Regions from separate parts of the Mus musculus genome. Here all the other regions are linked to region 1. A link is a contact called in public HiChIP or PLAC-seq and promoter capture Hi-C data. All regions are on one chromosome and are shown on one strand. The core of a region is the stretch at or near the end of the contact, and the rest is flanking DNA. Distances in the headings are between cores, read along the strand shown. Region 1 holds the start of Map2k1 (mitogen-activated protein kinase kinase 1). Region 2 holds the start of Parp16 (poly (ADP-ribose) polymerase family, member 16). Region 3 holds the start of Igdcc3 (immunoglobulin superfamily, DCC subclass, member 3). Region 4 holds the start of Map2k5 (mitogen-activated protein kinase kinase 5). Region 5 holds the start of Igdcc4 (immunoglobulin superfamily, DCC subclass, member 4). Region 6 overlaps Dpp8 (dipeptidylpeptidase 8). Region 7 holds the start of Dpp8 (dipeptidylpeptidase 8).

Region 1 (2,648 bases), core at 42-2,541:
ACAGGTCCTGAGTTATTAAAATCTAGGGAAAGGAGGGAGGGGGGTTACAATAATCTCCAAAGGACAGAATGCCTGAAGCTACTTTCATTTTATCAGATACCTCTCAAGTCTCCTGACCTCAGGGAAAGATGAAGAAGAAACCCAACAGGTGGGCTCAGAAACCCACCTTATGAAATAAACTCTTATCTGTCTGTAAGCAACACTGGCCCCTGCAGATACCGAGCAACCTTTGGCTTTGTTTCCCTGGTCATCGTTCTTATGCCTCAAGTCAATTTCCGGCTCCCGGTCAACTAAGCAAAGCTGGGAGAATAACCGGTGAGGGGATGAACTGTTGCATGAACGGACAGATGAAGAGAGACTCCTCCCTCGAGCAAGGTACTTCTCAAGAAAAAGGCCACGGATGAGGGAGTCCCCAAAGTGAACCAGGGAAAAGCCATGGGGAAATCTGTGAACACACGCCCCCGCTGGCCAGGCGATCAACCGGCCACAAGGCCCCACAGGTGTCAGGCACCAAAAGTAAATGGGGCTCACCCATCCCAAGTCCACACTCAGACCCCGAGGAGGTCTCAAAGGTTAATGAGAAGCGACCTGAATTTGCTCTGCGTCTTGTTACAGGCCAGAATCCCAGAGTATGCCCTTTAGGCAATAGCTAGGGGGGGACGCATTAGGTTTCGTTTTCTTGGGCGAAGATTGATGTCGGTGGCCAGGGACGACAGACACTGTTGGGAAAGAGGGGGATCGGGACTTGTAGGGTGCACGGTCGATGTGAGTCAGGCACCCAATCAGTGCTTAGTCACTGATAGCCCGGCGGCCGGAGTTCCTCGCCCCCCGCCAGCCGGGCCGTACGTGACGAAGCCTCGCCTGGCGGTGGCGGCCTCCCGGCCACTCCCGGTACTCACTCGGCCGAGCTGGTCCCGTTAACCGCCGAGCCATCGGGGGCCGGGTTCAGCTGGATGGGCGTCGGCTTCTTCTTGGGCATCTTGCAGCCGGGAAAGAGCCTGCAACTCAGCAGGGAGCGCGCGGCCGCTTCTCGCTTCCTCCCTCGGCTCTGCCCAGAGTCGGGGCGGCTCGATCAACGCCGCGCTCCTGGGACCCTCCGCCCAACCCACGCGGAGAACCAGCTGCGCGCGCTCGCCGGCCGGGAACTCTCGCCTCAGCACACCGGTTCCTCGGGCTCGGACGGCTCCCTGCGCACTACCCACAGCTCAGCTACAGCCCCAGCTTGGAGAAAGTGCGGCCACCGCTGCTCCGGCGCTCCGAGACGCCGCGCACAGACGTCCCAGTGAGGGACTGGAGGGTGAGGGAGGGGCGGGGAAACGAGCAGGCCCCGCCCCCACGGGGGCTGCAGCGCTTCCCTCACGCCCGCCTGACTCCGCCCCCGTCGCTTCGCCGACAGCCAATGGGGACTAGCCTCAGAGGCAGATGACGCGGAAATACGTCACGGGAGGCGCGGCGCATTGGCTTGGGGCGGAGTTAAAGGGAGGCTTTCCGGGCGCCCTCTGCTGACCAGCGGTATCCAGGTGGCTGCTGTACGAGGTTCTTGCACGCAGGTCATCTTGCCTTTGAGTGGGGCTGCTTGGCCTATTTATCTCAACTCTTCTCCTCCCTTGGGCTGGGTCATTTTGACCCAGACAAAAGTACAAAATAAATAAGAAAAGGACCCCTTTTCGTGTCCTGAGGCCAAGCGGAATTGAGTAAGAGCAAACTAAATTGAACAAAAGCCAGGAGTGCACATTTTTAATTCCAGTACAAGAGGCAGAGGCAGGCTGATGTGTACGCATTCGAAGCCAGCTTGGTCTACACAGCCAGGGATACATTGTGAGACCCAGTCTCAAAATAAAAGAAAACTTGTCAAGAGACTCCTTAAACTAAACTGACATGATTTTTCTATTTTAATTCTACTAAAATGGAGGTACACAGCTGAGAACTCCGTGCTGCAGAGGTGGTAAATTAGTGAAGCCTATTTTGAGAGCAGATTGAAGTCTAATTAATGGGGTCAGCCGACCTAAATGTATCCAATCTCATATCCTCTTTTTCGTTTTCTAAGCCTTTTGGCAAAGTCAAGTTTGGAGTAGCCTGGACAGCTAGCGCAGAAGTTGAGGGTGTTTCTTGCTTTAACAGGACTCTAGTTGGGTTCCCTGCATTCGTGTTTGGGCAGCTCACAACCACCTGTAACTTCCAGCTGTAGTGGATACCATGCCTCTGGCCTCTGAGGGTACATGTACTCTTGTGTACATACCCAAACACACACAAACATCATTAAAAATAAAGTCAGGCACACACTTTTAATCCCAGCACTCGGTAGGCAGAAACAGGTGGAAATCCCTAGTTGGAGACTAACCTGGTCTACAGAGTGAGTTCCAAGACAGCCAGGACTACACAGAGAAACCCTGTCGTGAAAAACTAAAATGGCTGATGAGATGGCTCAGTGGGTAAGAGCACCCGACTGCTCTTCCAAAGGTCCTGAGTTCAAATCCCAGCAACCACATGGTGGCTCATAACCATCTGTAACGAGATCTGACTCCCTCTTCTGGAGTATCTGAAGACAGCTACAGTGTACTTACATATAATAAATGAATAATCTTAAAAAAAAGAAAAATTAAAATGATGATAATAATAAATCAGATAAATCTTTTTTTTTTAATCAC
Region 2 (2,648 bases), core at 72-2,571, 960 kb after region 1:
CCAGGCCTTACAACAACCATTACCATTTGGACTCCTGGGGGTGGTTTGCATCATTGTTTGGCCTGGGAAGCTCTCTAGGGTCTGAGAATATAGTTCTGCCTGTCTTCCCTCCCGAAGTCTGAGGAGCACAGGGCCAGGTCCCATTCGGATGCCCAAGAAGGGGGTGATTTCTCAGAGAGCAGAGCCAGTGTGTGTGTATGTTTATTTATCTAATTAATGGTTGTTTTTGTTTTTGTTTTTGTAAAGTTTTGTTTTGGGGTTTGTTTTTGTTTTTTTTGAGACAGGGTTTCTCTGTGTAGCCCTTGCTGTCCTGGGATTTGATCTGTAGACCAGGCTGGACTTGAACTCAGAGATATGCCTGCCTTTGCTTCTGGTGTGCTGGGACTAAAGGCGTGAGCCACCACCTCTCAGCACGTGTGGGGTCTTTAAAGGGGACTTTTAGTCTAACAATTCAGCACTGGTCTTAGATTTCTATGTGACCAGAAGGCCAAGTGCTTTTTTTCTAGTGAGGTCTTGAAGAAGAAGAGGTAAAGGGAATCTGTTCTTACATTTTTTATTTTATTTTATTTATTTATTTTGGTTTTTCAAGACAGGGTTTCTCTGTATAGTCCTGGCTGTCCTGGAACTCACTTTGTAGACCAGGCTGGCCTCGAACTCAGAAATCCTCCTGCCTTTATTTTAATTTTTTAATGTATTTATTTTATGTATGTGAGTACACTGTAGCTGTACAGATGGTTGTGAGCCTTCATGTGGCTGTTGGGAATTGAATTTTTATTTAGGACCACTGCTTGCTCTGGTCAACCCTGCTCGCTCAGTCCCTGCTTGTTCCGGCCCAAAGATTTATTTATTATACATAAGTGCACTGTAGCTGTCTTCAAACGAATTAGAAGAGGGAGTCAGATCTCATTACCAGTGGTTGTGAACCACCATGTGGTTGCTGGGATTTGAACTCAGGACATTCAGAAGAGCAGTCAGTGCTCTTACCCGCTGAGCCATCTCACCAGCCCTACATTTATTTATTTTGTGTATACGTTCACATGTGGGCACACTTGAGCCTTGGTGCAGGTGTGGAAGTCATAGGACAAATTGCTAGAGTCACTTAGCTCCTAACATATGGGATCCTGGGATAGAACTCAGGTCGTGAGGACGGACAGCAAGTGCCTTTACTCGACCAGTTGCTGAGTCATCTTGGGGTCCGGTCTTTTCCCTTCGGCAGGGTTAGGTCATTGTTCTCCCAGTGCCTGTTTTCCCGACTTCCTGTTAGAGGCCTTCGAAGGAGGAGGATCCTGGGAAATCTGAGGTCAGACATTTGAGCAATTCAGAGAATTGCGGAGGCTGTAAGGTAGAGAGGAAGGTCTTTGGGTCGGCTACAGTGTCTTGAGAAAGTATTGTGTCACTCCGACCTTCAGTTTTCCCTGGGTATCAAGTGGCTTCTTGTGTGCAACGTGTCAGCTCCAGAGGAAACCGATTTATTCAACAGGTGGCAATTCCCAAGGTGAGCGAGGCTGGCTCAACCCGTGGAGCCAGGACAAAGACAATTCCCCGGGGCGGGTCCCGGGGCGGTTTCCACTTGGGGCGGTGGCGAGGATGACTAGCAGCCGCATTGGGCACCTTTGCCCAGCACCCGGGGCAGCTGGGATCCTCCGGGACCTGTGGGCGGGCGCGAGCTGAGCAAGGGCGCGGGAAGGGGCGGGCCTGGGCCGGGTGGGCGGAGCGGCGTGAGAGCGGCGGGCGGGGAGGTAGGCGGTGGCTGCTGGCAGTGTGGGGCGGCCAGGACTGATCGGCCGGGTCCCCGGGGTACTACCCACGCCGGGTGCAATAGCGACAACTCCATACCGGGGACTCCGGGACTGGCGGGACCCGAGAGGCGACTCTCCCAGATCCCGTGTTTCCCCGCACTGAGCGACCGTGCCCAGTGTCCTGCAGAGGACGCTCGCCGGCGCGTTCTCACCAATGTCAATTTGTCACCCCTTTGCCTAGCTCCACCCCCCGGGCTGGAAAACCTGGCAGCAGACGGTCTACGGTCCCCCGGGCCCAGGCCCCGCGCTGCCCCTCCTTGTCTCCTCCCGGCCACGCGCTACGAGCCCGGGATGCAGCTCTCCAACAGGGCAGCAGCCAGGGAGGCAGCGAGCCGCGACGTGCTGGCTGCGGACCTCCGCTGCAGCCTCTTCGCCTCGGCGCTGCAGAGCTACAAGCGGGACTCGGTGCTGCGGCCCTTCCCCGCCTCCTACGCCCGCCACGACTGTAAGGACTTCGAGGCCCTGGTGAGTCCGTCCTGATCCACCGTTGCTCGCTGCATCCTGGGCCAAGTGGCCCTGTGGAACGGCAGGCAGGAGCAGCTCCACCCGTGTTAGAAAACACGCCAATTCCCTGGACTTCCCACCCAGCCTGGCCTTGGGGAAGGTTCCCATCAGCAAGAACACTCCTAAACACCCTCGTGCAGACACACTGCCAGGTCATTCGGTGGCTGCTTCCTTTTGTCAGTGACTTAATCCCAGGAGTGATGGAATAGCTACATAGTCCTCCACAAAACGCTCTAGTGTGGCCCTAAAGGGGCGTTGATCTGAACCAGCTGTTCTGCCTAGATAAGAAGTTGTCCCTCCCTCTGCAACTAGTTAGACTTTGCCCTTCAGATGAAGTTACATATT
Region 3 (2,648 bases), core at 64-2,563, 890 kb after region 1:
AGAATTGCAGAACATTTTATCTATTTACTCTGTGTGAGTGTGTGTGTGTGTGTGTGTGTGTGTGTGTGTGTGTGTGTGTCTATGTGTGTATGTTTGTACATGTGCCATGGTGCAAGTGTGGCTCGCTGTCAGAGAATAATTTCCTATGGGTGTCATTTTCTTTTTCAACCATGTAGGTTCCAGGGATGCTGGTGAGTCAGGCTTGGCTGCAGGTTCCTTTCCCTGCTGAACCAAGCCTTCTTTACTTACCTGCATGAAAGCATGGTGCCAAATACTTGTACTCCTCGAACTTGGAAGGTGGAGACAGGAGGATTAAACAATCCAAGATCACCCACTACTACAAAGTGGATTCAAGGCCACCCTGGGCTAGGAGAGGTGAGAAGCCATTACACTCTTGCCTCCAAATGCTGCCAGAGACAGACACTGCTACCAGGGTTAAGTGGGTGCTCTGTAATTTTGATGGACTCCCCCATCAAGTTGGACCCCAACATATGTCTGCATACAGTAGTAAAAAGACAAGACTCAACATCAACTTGGACAGCACATATATGTCTCTCTGAAGAGCTGTCTTCCCATATGTGAGACATCAGATACGATAGCAAAGAGAAGTTGCTGGCGACTGTACCTTCCAGTGTGCTGACCCAGCTACAGGTCATTTACCTGGACCCTTGCTCTTAAAGATCCGCAAAGTTGAGGGAATATAGTGTTGTCTTCAGGTTTCAGACCAACTCAGTGAGAATGACTGGGCTGGACAGCAGGCAGAACTGGGAGGGATCTCGGGTTTCTATGGGGCTCTTATGTTAGGGGTGCTCTTCTCACCTACGGGAGTGCCCTAACTTAGCCTTGAGAAGCCAGTCTTGAAGCTACACAACTCATCCCTTGAATAGGACAAGGAACCTAGAGGATACCGAATGTCTAACAACTTTGAGCAGTTTTAAGGGAATTGTCTTTAAAAACACAGAGTTGGGTATAGTGGAAGAGACACCGCTGAGAAAGTGGGGGGACGCAAACACCTCAGTTTTGCGTGTTTTTCCGCAGCTGGGACCCTCTCTCACAGTCTTCACGTTCCCAGATCCTCAAGTCCGGACGGACCACGAGGAGCGGATACCTTACTGCAGTCCGGGTCGGCGCGGCAGCTCCCGCTGCAGTTCAAAGCGCAGGGGGCGCGTCCGCTGCGCAGCCGGGAATGTCCGGCCGCTTAAAGCGCTCGCCGGCTCTTTTGTTCCCCAGACCCGGCCTCCAGGGAGAGGGGGCTGGGGGAGGGGAGGAGAGGGGGGCGGCGGGCAGAGGAGGAGGGCGGTGCGGGCGCGGGCGGAGTGCGGAGCGCGCACCCCGGGCGCGGCTGACAGATCGCCGCGGTGGGTGCAAGATGGCGCAAGCGGCGCTCTCCGTGATACCCGATCCCCGCTAAGGCCGGCATGCGGCCCCAGCCTCCCGCCGCCCGGGCTCGGCCCCGGCCCGAGCCCCGGCCCCGGCTCCGGCGCCGGCCCCGCGGGACGCTGTGAGCCCGTGAGACCCCAACCACCCCCCTGAGTAGCGCCGTGCGTCGCCGAGCCCAGCGGACCGAGAGACCGATGGCTGAGCCGCGCACCGCGTCCCCGCGCCGCCTGCCCGCGCTGCGCCGGCCCGGGTTTCTGCCGCCGTTGCTGCCGCCGCCGCCGCCGCCGCTGCTGTTGCTGCTGCTGCTGTTGCCGCTGCCTGCGCCAAGCCTGGGTGAGCCTCAGGACCCAGGCGAGAGGGGCGGACCCCGGGACACTGCGGGAACCTGCGCTAGGAGCGCGTGCTGGAGGGACCTGGCGGGACAGCGCGCTGCGGGCACGGGGAAACCCACTCCGGCAGGGCTGCCGGTAGTTTGAAGGACTGCAGGGGTTCGGCGGGAGAACCCCGGGAGAGGGCCGGGGCTCGGTTTTCTACGCCTTCGGGGCTCAGGATAGGTTCAGGGCAGGATGCCGATTCTGGGCAGAGGAACTGGGAGCGGAGCAAAGCGGGAGTTGGGAAGGCAAGCTGGCAGTGCGGAGTGGAGGAAACAAGCCCGAGGAGAAAGAGCGGAGGAGTCCCAACAGAGGAAGGCGAGCCCGGGTGCACAGAGCTCGGCTGGGGACCCTGAGTAGCCCGAGGCGAACGAAGCCGGAAGCGACAGATCGGGGTCGGGGTCCGGGACTCTACTGCACTGGGCTGAGAAGGCATCCCCCAGGGTTTAGAGCTGGGACTGGGTTCGGGGGTATCCGACGAACAGGAAGGAAAGATTCCTGGTGGACTGAGTGGGCGATCCTGCCAAGGGCTGGGAGAGCTGGAGGAAAGGGTCGCCCAGGGCAAGCGCCTACCAGCGGTGCTGCCCAGGGCCCCGCCCTTCCCCGAGGGAGCTCTCTAGGAGTCCCTGCCCTGGGTTCTCCCGGCTACCCGTCGCTTCCTCCCGGGCTGTAAAAGATTCATCTCAGCAAAGAAGGATGTGGATCTAAGCCCTCCGCTGTCTCAAGTCCTTCGCAGACACACATTTGGATTATTCTTTCCTTCCCTTCCTTCCTAAAAAGCAAAATATTGCATCTGCACCCGAGAGAAACTTTATCCCCGATAGCTATAGCGGGGTTGGATTGGGGGAAGAGGCGGCTCAGACTTAGGATATGTGAAGGATGTAAAGGATTTGAACG
Region 4 (2,648 bases), core at 82-2,581, 880 kb before region 1:
ATGTAAATTTTCCCTGAACACTCAACATCTCTGAAATTGAGCTGTGTTTGTCACGGAATGATGTGCTGTAGTTCTAACAGGCAGCATCCTTTCCATATTGATAGTTAAGTCTAGGTCTCCCATTCAGTGGCATCTAAGGTTTGCTTAACCATTGTAAACTAAGATTGCCCTGGTGTCCCTTTCCCAGCAGGTCACAAGTTCAGGAAACTCAGCAGTGACAGGGCTAGAATGAGGGCAGGAATCCTTTCCAAATACTTGAGAAAAATATAAGAAACAGTTTTAAAACTCTTTACATCCCAGTTGTCTGCACTGGTGTGTAAGTCACAGTCCAGACTGTGAGCTTCCTGAGGGCAGGGGTTCAGTCGGATACATCAATTTCCCAGGGCGCTGCACATTTACCAGTTTTCAGTGAGTGCAATTAACCGAGACTGTGGTTAAAACAGGTAAGTTGACCCCACCAGAGGCCAGCTCAGGCCACCAATGGTCAAGATGCTGCCTATCCAGATCCATAATCCCCAACGCTGGGATTTGGCCACTAAAGTCACCACTCACCAGAACATCCCTGAAGAGTAACTGCGGCCCGGAGTGCACGGTCCAGTCCACCGCGCCACTATTTGGAATCTTGATCCGAATCACCAGCACCTGGTTCTCCATGGCACAGAAGGGGCCAAGGGCCAGCCACAGCATTACAGGTTAAAGGGTCTCACATCCTGGGGCGAGGGGTACCGACCTGCCCCTACTTAGGAGGAGCCCCAAGAAGTGACAAGGGGAACGATAGACAGAAGGCAGGCGATAAATAGGGAGCAAGAAGATGGGGAGAAGTGAAGAGGAGCGATCAGGAGGGAGCTTGCAGGCCCAAAACCAGGCCCAGGTCGTGTGGAGTGTCCCTAGGAGAGGATGCACTGTTGGGGGACCGGCCAAGAGGAATTAGTAGAGAGCGGAAGGTCCTGGAGTTACAAAAGTGGACAAAACAGAACCCACAAGCATTCTGTAGTCCTTGTGAGTAAGAGGAGACAGCGGAGCAACGGCCTGGTTTAAGGCAGGTACAGTGGCCAGGGTCCTGCCGTCCTGAGTGTCTCGGTGGGCAAGGGGACGGTGGCCGGGCGCCGCGGGCTGGGTCGGGGCTGTTTCGGAGGTGCACCGGTGGCGCCTGCCCTCCAACCAGGCAGGGGGGCCCAGGGCCGCGGGGTCAAGGGGCGGGTCCCGGACCGCAGCCGGAACCGGAGGGCGCGGCGCGTGCAGGATCGTCCGACTGAGGCCCGCGTCCCGGCAGCGGAGGTGGCGGCGAGAGGAGGAGGAAGGCGGCCGTTAGACCGCTGTTACTCCGGAACCAAAACGCGATGGCGCCGGAACCCGGGGAGCCGACATGTGGGACCCGCCTCCTGGGGCGCCATGTTGGAAGAGGGCAGCTGGGGCGGAGCAGGGATCTCGTGCTAGGACTGGCTGACTTCCATCTCTTCAGGTAGTGGTAAAGGAGCCTAGAAAACCCAGGAAGACACGGATCTACGGCTGGGGGCTGTCCGTAAAACAATTTAAGGTTTGATCATGCAGAAAAGGCGGTGAAGGACAAGACGGCAGCACCAGCTTGTCAAGTTATATACCTTTTACTATCCGCGGGTTTGTTACATTAAATCGGCAAGAGCCAGGCAAGACCTTTTTATTAAAAAAAGAAAAAAAAAAAAAAAAGCATGTTTTTATGCCCCTTCTTCCAATTAACAGTTCCAAAATACCACTATTTTTTCTCCCACGTTAGCAAAGTGTGCATGAATTTTTCAGTGAGGTCCTTTACCCTAACCAGTGACCTACAGTACCAAGCAATCTCCTACTCAAAAGCAACAGTAAAGAAACTCAATGGAGAGCGCTTAACTGCCTGGGGACAGCTGTATTTCTGGCATCATAATATCTTATTCAACCGTTGCAAAAATATCCCGTCTGTTCCATATATTTTCAGCTAAATTGCAGTGTTTATGCAGTCAGTGATAGCAGGGCAGTAGCCGTAAACCTTGGTTATTTTTAAATGCCTTGTTACCTCACATTTTAAAGTGCATAATCCTGTTGATCTATGTGTCTATACAAAAGAATTGCTTACAAATGGCAACGTGTAGGTAGGCCCTTTATTTGTAATTAAATTATGCTATTATCTCTACCTTTTGGGGCTGATTATGCATAAACATAGTGCGTGGGGTGGTGGGACCAGTGTCCACTTTCCCCGGAATAAACAGATATGTGATTAATGTAAGAGGAGGAACAATTAAATGTTGATCATTTTCAATGTAATACCAAAATTTGTGGCATAATTTCCTCTACTTGGGCTTTTTTCCTGTTGCATTTGAAAGGCCATTGTAGGAGATAAATGACCATCTTTTAGTTATTATTCCTTAATAGCTTAGGTAGGAATTCACGTAGACCGATTCTCCAGGTACTGTTGGAACTACCCCTTTGTAACTGCTCTTCAGTGCTAAAGAAAAATTCACTATTTTGCCATGTACTTCTTAATCTAAACTTTATTTCTATTATTAAGGAAAATTAACTACAAAACTAGAGATTTTCTATTAACCTATGATTTGTTAAAACGTCTTTTTAAAAATTCATAGTACCATAGGGAAAACCAACACCATTTGCCAAATTTGCATGTATATTCTGAAGCA
Region 5 (2,648 bases), core at 56-2,555, 850 kb after region 1:
TTTAAAAAAAAATTTTTTTTTATGTGTATGTGTGTACTTGCATGAGTTTATGTGCACCATGTGCAGGAAAGTGCCTACAAAGCCCAGAAGAGGGCATCAGATTCATTGGAAATGGAATTACAGATGGTTATGGCTGTCATATGGGTGCTGGGAGCAGAACCCAGGTCCTTTGTTAGGGCAGGAAGCACTCTAGCCACTGGGCCACCTCTCTAGCCTCAAAATCCGGATATATATATATAATTTTTATTTATTTTAAATTGTATCTAATTGTGTGTCTGCTTGTAGGTGCAGATGCCACAGAGCCCAGTGGTATCAGACCTCCTGGAGCTAGAGTTACAGACTGATGTGAGTCGCCTGGGTGGGTACCGGAACCAAATCTAGGTCCTCTGCAAATGCAATAAGCACTCTAACCGCTGAGCCATCTCTCCCATCACAAACGCATCATTTTAAATAGACGTTTAGTATGTTTTTCTCTCCCCAACCCAACCTGACATTTGATTCCCCCAGCTTTAGACACACTGAGGCAACTAACCTGGCCAGCTCAGTTGGAAAAGAGGCAGTTCTGAAAAAGAGAGTGGACCGGTGGAGGCTCAACACCATTAGCAGGCCCTGCACCTGCTGCTTTAAGCCTCCTGTCCTTAGGGAGTCCCCACTACAAACCCAAATATTCCCAGTATGCAGGTATGTAAAATGGTGGTAAGCAAGTCTTCGTTGTCCCTCACAGAGGTGGAACACAGTACAGACTGGGTTGGCTACTGAGGAGGAAGGAAGGAAGCCAAGAGAATCCCTCAGCTTGGCATGGAAGAGGTAGCGGGGACAAGGAATTGTAGTGTCCTCAGAGAGTCTGTTGGTGCAGCCTGTGGAGAGGCTAAACAGGATTCAGGTCAGGCTGTGAGTTGGAAAAGGACAGGTCTCAGTGAACTGAGCCTGGAACAGAGGTGGAGGCGACCCTGAAGGTAGAGTCATGGTAGGGTTAGGGAACAGAGATCCAGAGGCTCAGGTAAAAAGATGAACAGAAAGGAGCCTGAGGTGACCCGAGGAGCGGGAGGCTCCCGCGTGCTGAGTGAGCCGCAGGAGCAGGCTGGTGGCGCGCGGGCGCGTGTCCCCTGTGGTGCAGGGTGGCCACACTGGCGGGGCGCCCCCGCGTGGGCCGCTAGCCCAAGATGGCGATGGAGGGGCGGGCGAGCTGGCCGCGGCCCCGGCCCCCGCGCCGGCCCCCGCTCGGGCCCCGGCCCCGGAGGCCGCGCCCCCGCCCGCGGCGCCGCGCCTCCCGGAGCCACTGACGCCCGGCGCGCCCTCCCCCGGCGGCGGCCCAGGCGCCCGGACGCGGCGGCAGCGGCCCGAGCCCGGCCCTATGGCGCGGGCGGACACGGGCCGCGGGCTCCTGGTGCTGACCTTCTGCCTGCTGTCCGCGCGCGGTAAGGGCCCGGGTGGCCGCAGTCGCGAGTGGGCGTCCCCGGCGCCCGCGATGCTTGCGCGCCGGGGGCTGTGGGGACTTGCCCCCAGGGGGTGTGTGTCCTTGCTGTGCACAGCCTGGCACCGTGCGTGTCCCCCTGCGCGTGGCCCTTGTGCATGTGAGGTTTGCATGTGTGTGTCCTGCGGGGGTGGGGGTGTCCTGCGGGGGAACGTGTCCACAGCGCGTGCCTAAGGCGCCGGGTAGCATCGCCAGCGCGCGGGTGGCTGCAAGCGGGACATGATTCTGCCCTGCCCGCAAGCGTCTCGCGGTCGCGAGTGTGCCTGAGAGAGCGGGCGGGGAGGGAGTGTACACTTACACCTCCATTTGTGTCGGGTGCGTGTGTAACTGGATGGGACTGAGCTAATATTTGGCCTTGGCTTTTGGGGAGTGTCCTTGCTCTTGATGGGGGCGGCGGTGAGAAAAACCACACTCAACTTTGCCCAATGGGTGTGGCCCCTGGGGCCAGCTAGGGAGGTTGGGGGAATGTGGAGGTGTTGTGGACCCAAACCCAGGGTTCGGAGTGGGGCTGGGGGAAGGGCAGGAAACCAGTTGCTTTGCCGAACGCGTCCAACACTCGCTCTCTGGATGGGACGCGTGTCACTCCTGCCCCACCCCCAAGGGCGGACCAGGGAAGCGTGGACGAGATCAGCAAGGCCCCCTCCAGTGCCCAGGTCCTAGTGTTGGGTAGGGTCAAGGGTAAGGATCACAACTGTCCACACCAAAGAAAGGACTGGGGGCGGGGGGAGACGAAGTGTCCAAGTGTGTATGCCAAAGCTGTTTTTACCACCCCCGGCCCTCTCACTCTCAGTGGGGTGTGCGTTTGGGGGACAGCCCAAAGGAGGTTAGGTGGTAGGGCCTGGAGGGGGATGGGCTGCCCGCTTTGTTCGATTACTTCTTGCCTTCCCTGCCGAGGGGGGAGTTAAGGATGTGTCCGGGGCGAGTCGGGGAGGGACTTGGCAGTGGGGGTGGGGAGGGGGATTTTTCTCCAGCTGCTGCGGCTTTCCAGAGAGACTGGGCCAGGCCACGTGGGAGGGAGACAGGGAGGGAGGCGGGGGGTGGTGGAAAGGAGCCTCCGCTGGGCCAACCCCAGGCCCATCTCCAGGAAAACAGCGGGTGGGAGAGTGCTGGAAACAGCTCGGACCCTTGCTCTCCCCGCAAGACACGCCCCTTTCCCTCCGAGACCCTGAACCCG
Region 6 (2,648 bases), core at 72-2,571, 820 kb after region 1:
AACCCAGGAGAAATGCACCGTGTCCCGCCAGCTGTGCTGTCATTAGACATTTTCAGCTCCGTTGTGATCCCACGGGACCACCACTTCATGAGTGCCCTGAGCTGACTGAAACACGAGCGTGCAGGGCATGGCTCACTCCTCCTCTCAGTAGCTACAGCTCCTTTTCTAGTAAAGCCCCAGACGCAGTCTCTCTCTGTGTCACTTTGAAGGGTAGTCTCTAGGGTGATAAAGTGATTTAAAAATCATACTTTTACACTAATTTGTCTAACATGAGAGAGATAGCCGGACTGATAACAGTGTTCATTAGAATGCTACATCTCGCTGTCACTCAGCAACAGAGACAAGGGGGGCCAGAAGATGGTCTTAATTGTCCTTGTCACTGTTACTTGAATGACATATTCTTTGGTGTAGATAATTTGGCAACTTTCTCTGTGGGGTGGATTATCTTACCTTACTTAAATCTTAACTATCTGAGCTAGAATGAAGTCTGCAGTTGTTTGGTATTTGCCGTGAAGCTCTAAGTGTGAGACTAAGTGTGAGCAACACAAACATGCCTAGACGAGAGTCAGTTTAAAAGTGGATCCCGTCACACTTACGCTTCAACGGGAAGAGAAGTAGGAAGCTCAGTTTCCTGGTGCTCGCCTCGCCGTGGACCCCCCTCTCACGCTCTGTATGCTGCCACGCAACTCCACTCAAGATGCGCCTCTCTTCCAGGTGCAGCTGGTGAACAATCGGTTTAAAGGAGTCAAGTATTTCCGCCTGAACACCCTGGCCTCCCTGGGTTATGTGGTTGTGGTGATAGACAACAGGGGATCCTGTCACCGAGGACTTAAATTTGAAGGCGCCTTTAAATATAAAATGGTGTGTGAACATAGAGCATTTTCTTTTCAAATGTTTTCGTTTTGAGTTGGGGGAGGATCTAAGTGACAGAATGAGGGAGCACGGGTTAGACTTGAGCAGTGGGAAGGAAGGCACAGTTGGGTTTACACTATACTCACTCCTGGTTACCTGTATGCAATGCCCAGGAGCTGAGGTAGAACCACTTCTGCACAAAAATACTCTTCTAAGTTGTACCCGCAGCTCCCTACAAAGCAGCCCCATCTAGCGTGCAGAGACCCATATGTAGCTAAGAAATAATTGAGATTTGTTCTGTCCTCTGTGAAGAGGGAAACCGACTGGTTAGTTCCTTCCTTGTGACAAGCCTCTTTCTCTCTGCAGGAAGCTTTAAATGCTACCTTTTAGAGATGCCCCAGGTCCTTTCTGCTGCTTTGGGAAATGATGACAGGCCGATGTTCCTTTTGCACTGTAAGGCAGTCCCTGTGGTTGCCAGTGTGTTGGACATGCTGAGTAAGACATGGGATGCTCTCCCACAGACAGTTCTTTGACCTTATGTTGTATTCTCATGTAAGTTTTTGGTTGTTTTATTTTTTTGGTTTTGGCTCAGTGAAGCGAGACTGTGTGCACTGGCAGGCCAGGTGATACCCTGGGTGGTACTGGCAGGCCAAGTGATACCCTGGGTGGTACTGGCAGGAACTAAGCCGTCCAGAGCTTTGCTAGAGGTAAAATGCTGGAAAAGAGGAAGTTAGGGCCTCAGGGGTAATGTCCTCTGTTTTGTTGCACTTAAGTGCTAAAAGGAGAAGTAAAATTAATCTCTTAAAGGGGCTGAATTTTTGTCTTTGGATAGAGGAAGGCTTGTTACAAGGAAGTTGCTGGCCTCTTAGCAGACAACAGAACAAACGAGTGGGAGACACGATGTAGTTAGGGACAGTGTGGGCAATGACAGGAAAGGCCTGGGGACTAAACCCCCATCAGAGTAGCAGGTCCTTACCTATAGAAGCATTTTTATTTTACATTTCCTGGGGCAAAATAGAATATCACTTGTTAATTAAACTCTAATCTGAAAAGAGAAACTCTCCAGGAATTTTTAGTAAAAACATGAAGCAGCATTAAAAAGAATTCTCAAAGACTCTAGTGTACATCAGAGCCAGTGAGCTTTCCCCCTCTTTGACAGGGTCAAATAGAAATCGATGATCAAGTGGAAGGACTCCAGTACCTAGCATCTCAGTATGACTTCATTGACTTGGATCGAGTGGGCATCCACGGCTGGTCCTATGGTGGCTACCTCTCCCTGATGGCATTAATGCAGAGGTCGGATATCTTCCGGGTACGTAGCTATTATTGTATTTCAGTTTTTGCTTGTTTGTTTTCTTGATTTCGGGTTTTTTTAGGCAGAGTTTCTCTGTGTAGCCCAGGCTGGCCTTGAATTCAAAGATTTCCCTGCCTCTGCCTCCCACATGCTGAGATTAAAGTTGTTCACCACCACCACCCAGCTCTCTTGTTTGTTTTTGTAATTAGATAGAATTCTGTTCATCGAAGACACCTGGAAGTGGTAATTTTTTTGAAGGCTCATGGTATTGCCAATATTGTAGAGACTTCTCTACAATATTGCTGAGTTTGTGTTTTGCAACATGGGAAATGTACCTTTTGTGTTAACATAGCTTTTTAAACACTTGTCAGCCTGAGCACCAATTTTTAACTACTTATACATGCCAAAGATTAAAAGTCATGACTAGTAAAACACACACACACAGTTACTGGATTGTACTACTTGTTTAATTACTAAAGTACATCTTTGTCCTATTCTCTGG
Region 7 (2,648 bases), core at 93-2,592, 780 kb after region 1:
TCAGCTAACGTACAGTGTGGATTAGGAAATAAATGATGGGTCAAGGGACCTGCCTCTCAGTGTAGCAGCCACCTCCAGGCCTTATTTCTCCATCTTTCATGTCTCAGTGCCACAGGCATTGTTAGCTTTTATCACTACTGAATGCCAATGTTGTTATATCCATTTACAGAGAGAAGACCCCAACCCAACAAAGAATGGGTGGTCTACTAAAGATCTTTAACATTAAAGTTCTGGAGGCTAGAGAGATGATGGTTCAGAGGTTAAGAGCGCTGGCTGCTGCTCCAGAGGTCCAGAGTTTAATTCCCAGCAACCACATGGTGGCTCACAGTCATCTATAATGGGATCTGATGCCCTCTTCTGGCATGCAGGTGTACATGCTGATAGAGCACTCATATACATAAAATAAATAATCAATTAGTTAAAAAAAAAAAAAAAAAGAAAAAAATGAGCACATGATGAACAGTGTTGGTGAGCTTGAGATGGGTCCGCAGTGTGGAAAGGGGAAGCTTTGTGAGTTCTGGGCACTGCCGTAGCTAGGAGCCGGGACAGGACCCACCCGGGTTTTGAGGAAGTGACCAGGAAGTGTTTGCTGAGTTTGCTTGGTTTTGGTGGGAGGTGGTGTGGGCACTTATGGAGTATGGATTGGTGTTAATGTGTGTTGTGGAAATGTGACCCTCAAGGAGGAATGTATTTTAGTGCTACTGACGTAAATAAAATGTAAACGTCACTGAAAAAAAAATTAAAAAAAGAAAAAAGAAAAGAAAAGAAAAATTTCTGTATCCAAATTCACATTTGTTTGTTTGTTTTTTTCCGTCATAACTGTAATGCTGAGGTCTCCAAAGCCATGGTTGGCCTCTGTCATCTCAAAAAGGCAGGAATTTTGGCTTTCTGCTCTAACGCAGGGATGTGTGTGTGAGTGAGAGAGAGAGACAGAGAGACAGAGACAGGGAGACAGAGAGACAGAGAGAGGGAGACAGAGACAGACAGAGATTGGATATAGAGGTTGGATAAGCGCCTGCTGGACCTGGCTTGTTCTTTCAGAAATCTTGTAGGCCCAGGTGCCTGTACCTGCTGAGCCATCCCACCGGCCAGTGAACATGAAGTTTATTTACTTTGAGTAGCTAACAGAGGTGGGGTGAATGTTGCTTTCTCTTCTAACCTTGTATGTTTTCCCTCCTGTCAGGCAGTCCACGTGCGGCACCTCCTCCCGCCGCTCGGTGGCGCTGTGGGGCCCCCTCGCGCACAGAAGCGAGAGTCATCCTTTCTTGGTCCGGCCGCTAGCCTTCCTCTGTCGGAGGGCGGGGCTCGGGGAACCGGAAGTGCCGAGGCCTCCGGTGCTGTCTTCGCCTCCGCCGCTTTTAAGTCCCTTCGTCCGCTGCCTGGGGGCCGCGGGGGCCGCCGCCGAGGAAGCTGCTGTGGCCCCGACGGGAGCGGAGGCGGCGCGGCATGAAGCGGCGTAGGCCCGCTCCATAGCGCATCCGGACGGTCCGGGCGGGCCCGGGGGGAAGGTGCAGTATCCGCCCGCTCTCCCTCCCCTGCGCCCGCGAGGCCACGGAGCTCCGGCCGGCCGCCCTCGGGCCGCTCCCGCCGGGAGAGCGGGTGGCTGGGCCCCGTTGGCCGGAAGAGGAAGCGCACACTCGGATTGCGAGGCTGCCAACGTTCACTGGGCGCCCCTGAACGCTGGCTGCTGCCCGCTCGGACTCCCACGTCCGTTATCTTGATAGAGCCTGGCTTGGGTTGGGATGCCGGGGACAGTCCGGGCATTCGGAGGAGGAAACGGAAATCCGCAGAGGCGAAGGGGTTCGCCTGAGGTCCGCCAGTGGCGGATGGGATTCGCCTTTGGACTCGCTGCTTTCCCCTAGCCGGGTGTTCCTTCCTCCCTCCCTCCTGCTTCACTCTAGATCCATCCCTCCGCGCTCACTGTCTCGCTGCCATTCTGTTCCACGCATTCGCAGCAGGGTCCTTGCCCTTCCTGTCCAGCTTGCTCATCCTCTTTTAACTAAGCCTTGCTGTTCCTACTGTCCTCTCGCGCCACATTCGCTGCCACACCTCTCCTCCTTCCTCATTCATAGCTTTCAAGCCCTTTACGTCGGATAAACTTTCTCAGCTGTAGACACAGAAAAGTGAAATGGCTAGGCTCCAGTGAGGTGTGCAGGGTCTAGACGACTGATTGGTTCTTACCGTAAAAAGCTACGGGATGCCATTTCTAGAGACCCCACCCCAAGAATCCCGAAGCTCTTTTTAACACAATATGTCATTTTTCAGAATGAGGGGCTTCGCGCTTTGGGGAGGTGTCTTGACTCTTAGCCTATTGCTGCTAACATTTTTACCCTCCTCTTGCCACATAGCTTCTTCATCTCTATGTGGCATACAGAGCTTGGAGTCTAAACTGATAACATATTATTTACTGTTGCAAAAATAACACACATTTTTCCCCCTAAGCTAGACTATCAACTGGCTTCGTGATTATTTTTTAGAAAAGCTACCTATCTCACTTATTCTCAATATTATGGCAAGAAAAAGAAGGCAAAATGGAGTACTCTTAAAGAATAGGACAGCTTTGTCAGAAATTGTAGCTGGGTATAGTGCTGCATACCTGTAACCCCAGCATTTGCGAGGCCGAGGCAAGAGGATCTTGAGTTCAAGAT

What was found. Promoter capture Hi-C pulls out the DNA fragments that hold promoters and counts their contacts. HiChIP or PLAC-seq counts read pairs in DNA pulled down with a chosen protein or histone mark.
Region 2: a contact with region 1 is called in a promoter capture Hi-C map of erythroid cells, with 6 times the contacts expected there. The contact joins the promoter of Parp16 here to the promoter of Map2k1 in region 1. A contact is called at or near these places in 4 of 39 promoter capture datasets (cranial neural crest, erythroid cells, hippocampal neurons and 1 more), 4 of 115 datasets of contacts at active chromatin or transcription factors (bone marrow-derived macrophages, embryonic forebrain, large pre-B cells and 1 more) and 1 of 9 other capture datasets (liver).
Region 3: an H3K4me3 HiChIP or PLAC-seq map of craniofacial prominence shows a contact between it and region 1, with 4 times the contacts expected there. The contact joins the promoter of Igdcc3 here to the promoter of Map2k1 in region 1. A contact is called at or near these places in 1 of 39 promoter capture datasets (neural stem cells) and 2 of 115 datasets of contacts at active chromatin or transcription factors (craniofacial prominence and embryonic forebrain).
Region 4: a contact with region 1 is called in a promoter capture Hi-C map of pre-B cells, with 2.5 times the contacts expected there. The contact joins the promoter of Map2k5 here to the promoter of Map2k1 in region 1. A contact is called at or near these places in 3 of 39 promoter capture datasets (liver and pre-B cells), 1 of 115 datasets of contacts at active chromatin or transcription factors (large pre-B cells) and 1 of 9 other capture datasets (liver).
Region 5: a contact with region 1 is called in an H3K4me3 HiChIP or PLAC-seq map of stem cell-derived neural progenitor cells, with 6 times the contacts expected there. The contact joins the promoter of Igdcc4 here to the promoter of Map2k1 in region 1. A contact is called at or near these places in 1 of 39 promoter capture datasets (frontonasal cranial neural crest) and 7 of 115 datasets of contacts at active chromatin or transcription factors (astrocytes, embryonic forebrain, embryonic stem cells and 3 more).
Region 6: a contact with region 1 is called in a promoter capture Hi-C map of pre-B cells, with 2.3 times the contacts expected there. The contact joins the enhancer-like site here to the promoter of Map2k1 in region 1. A contact is called at or near these places in 7 of 39 promoter capture datasets (the C10 cell line, the HPC-7 cell line, HPC-7-derived erythroid cells and 4 more) and 2 of 115 datasets of contacts at active chromatin or transcription factors (embryonic forebrain and fetal liver).
Region 7: a contact with region 1 is called in an H3K4me3 HiChIP or PLAC-seq map of embryonic forebrain, with 6 times the contacts expected there. The contact joins the promoter of Dpp8 here to the promoter of Map2k1 in region 1. A contact is called at or near these places in 4 of 39 promoter capture datasets (cranial neural crest, hippocampal neurons, neural stem cells and 1 more), 2 of 484 Hi-C or Micro-C datasets (B cells and CD4 T cells) and 6 of 115 datasets of contacts at active chromatin or transcription factors (the NIH/3T3 cell line, astrocytes, craniofacial prominence and 3 more).

What each region holds. Positions count from the first base shown.
Region 1 is chr9:64,252,314-64,254,961 of GRCm38.p6, forward strand. It overlaps Map2k1 (mitogen-activated protein kinase kinase 1), which reads right to left and starts at 1,292. Exons shown (of 11, transcript NM_008927.4): 1 at 900-1,292. The coding sequence starts at 979.
Region 2 is chr9:65,213,369-65,216,016 of GRCm38.p6, forward strand. It overlaps Parp16 (poly (ADP-ribose) polymerase family, member 16), which reads left to right and starts at 1,322. Exons shown (of 7, transcript NM_177460.4): 1 at 1,322-1,495; 2 at 1,981-2,264. The coding sequence starts at 2,091.
Region 3 is chr9:65,139,841-65,142,488 of GRCm38.p6, forward strand. Igdcc3 (immunoglobulin superfamily, DCC subclass, member 3) reads left to right here and starts at 1,314. Exons shown (of 14, transcript NM_001357257.1): 1 at 1,314-1,713. The coding sequence starts at 1,575.
Region 4 is chr9:63,376,571-63,379,218 of GRCm38.p6, forward strand. It overlaps Map2k5 (mitogen-activated protein kinase kinase 5), which reads right to left and starts at 1,332. Exons shown (of 22, transcript NM_011840.3): 1 at 553-1,332. The coding sequence starts at 687.
Region 5 is chr9:65,100,181-65,102,828 of GRCm38.p6, forward strand. It overlaps Igdcc4 (immunoglobulin superfamily, DCC subclass, member 4), which reads left to right and starts at 1,306. Exons shown (of 20, transcript NM_020043.3): 1 at 1,306-1,418. The coding sequence starts at 1,355.
Region 6 is chr9:65,073,725-65,076,372 of GRCm38.p6, forward strand. Dpp8 (dipeptidylpeptidase 8) reads left to right here. Exons shown (of 21, transcript NM_028906.2): 17 at 715-861; 18 at 2,012-2,164. Among named protein-coding and RNA genes, the nearest start is that of Igdcc4, 26 kb to the right of the region's middle. Within about 2 kb of position 1,322, at least 80 of the 459 cell types and tissues checked have an H3K27ac peak or open chromatin away from gene starts, as enhancers often do. A contact at or near this core is called in the HPC-7 cell line and pre-B cells, where this site is marked.
Region 7 is chr9:65,031,116-65,033,763 of GRCm38.p6, forward strand. It overlaps Dpp8 (dipeptidylpeptidase 8), which reads left to right and starts at 1,343. Exons shown (of 21, transcript NM_028906.2): 1 at 1,343-1,508. Gm39362 (a long non-coding RNA gene) reads right to left here and starts at 297. Exons shown (of 3, transcript XR_870867.3): 1 at 1-297.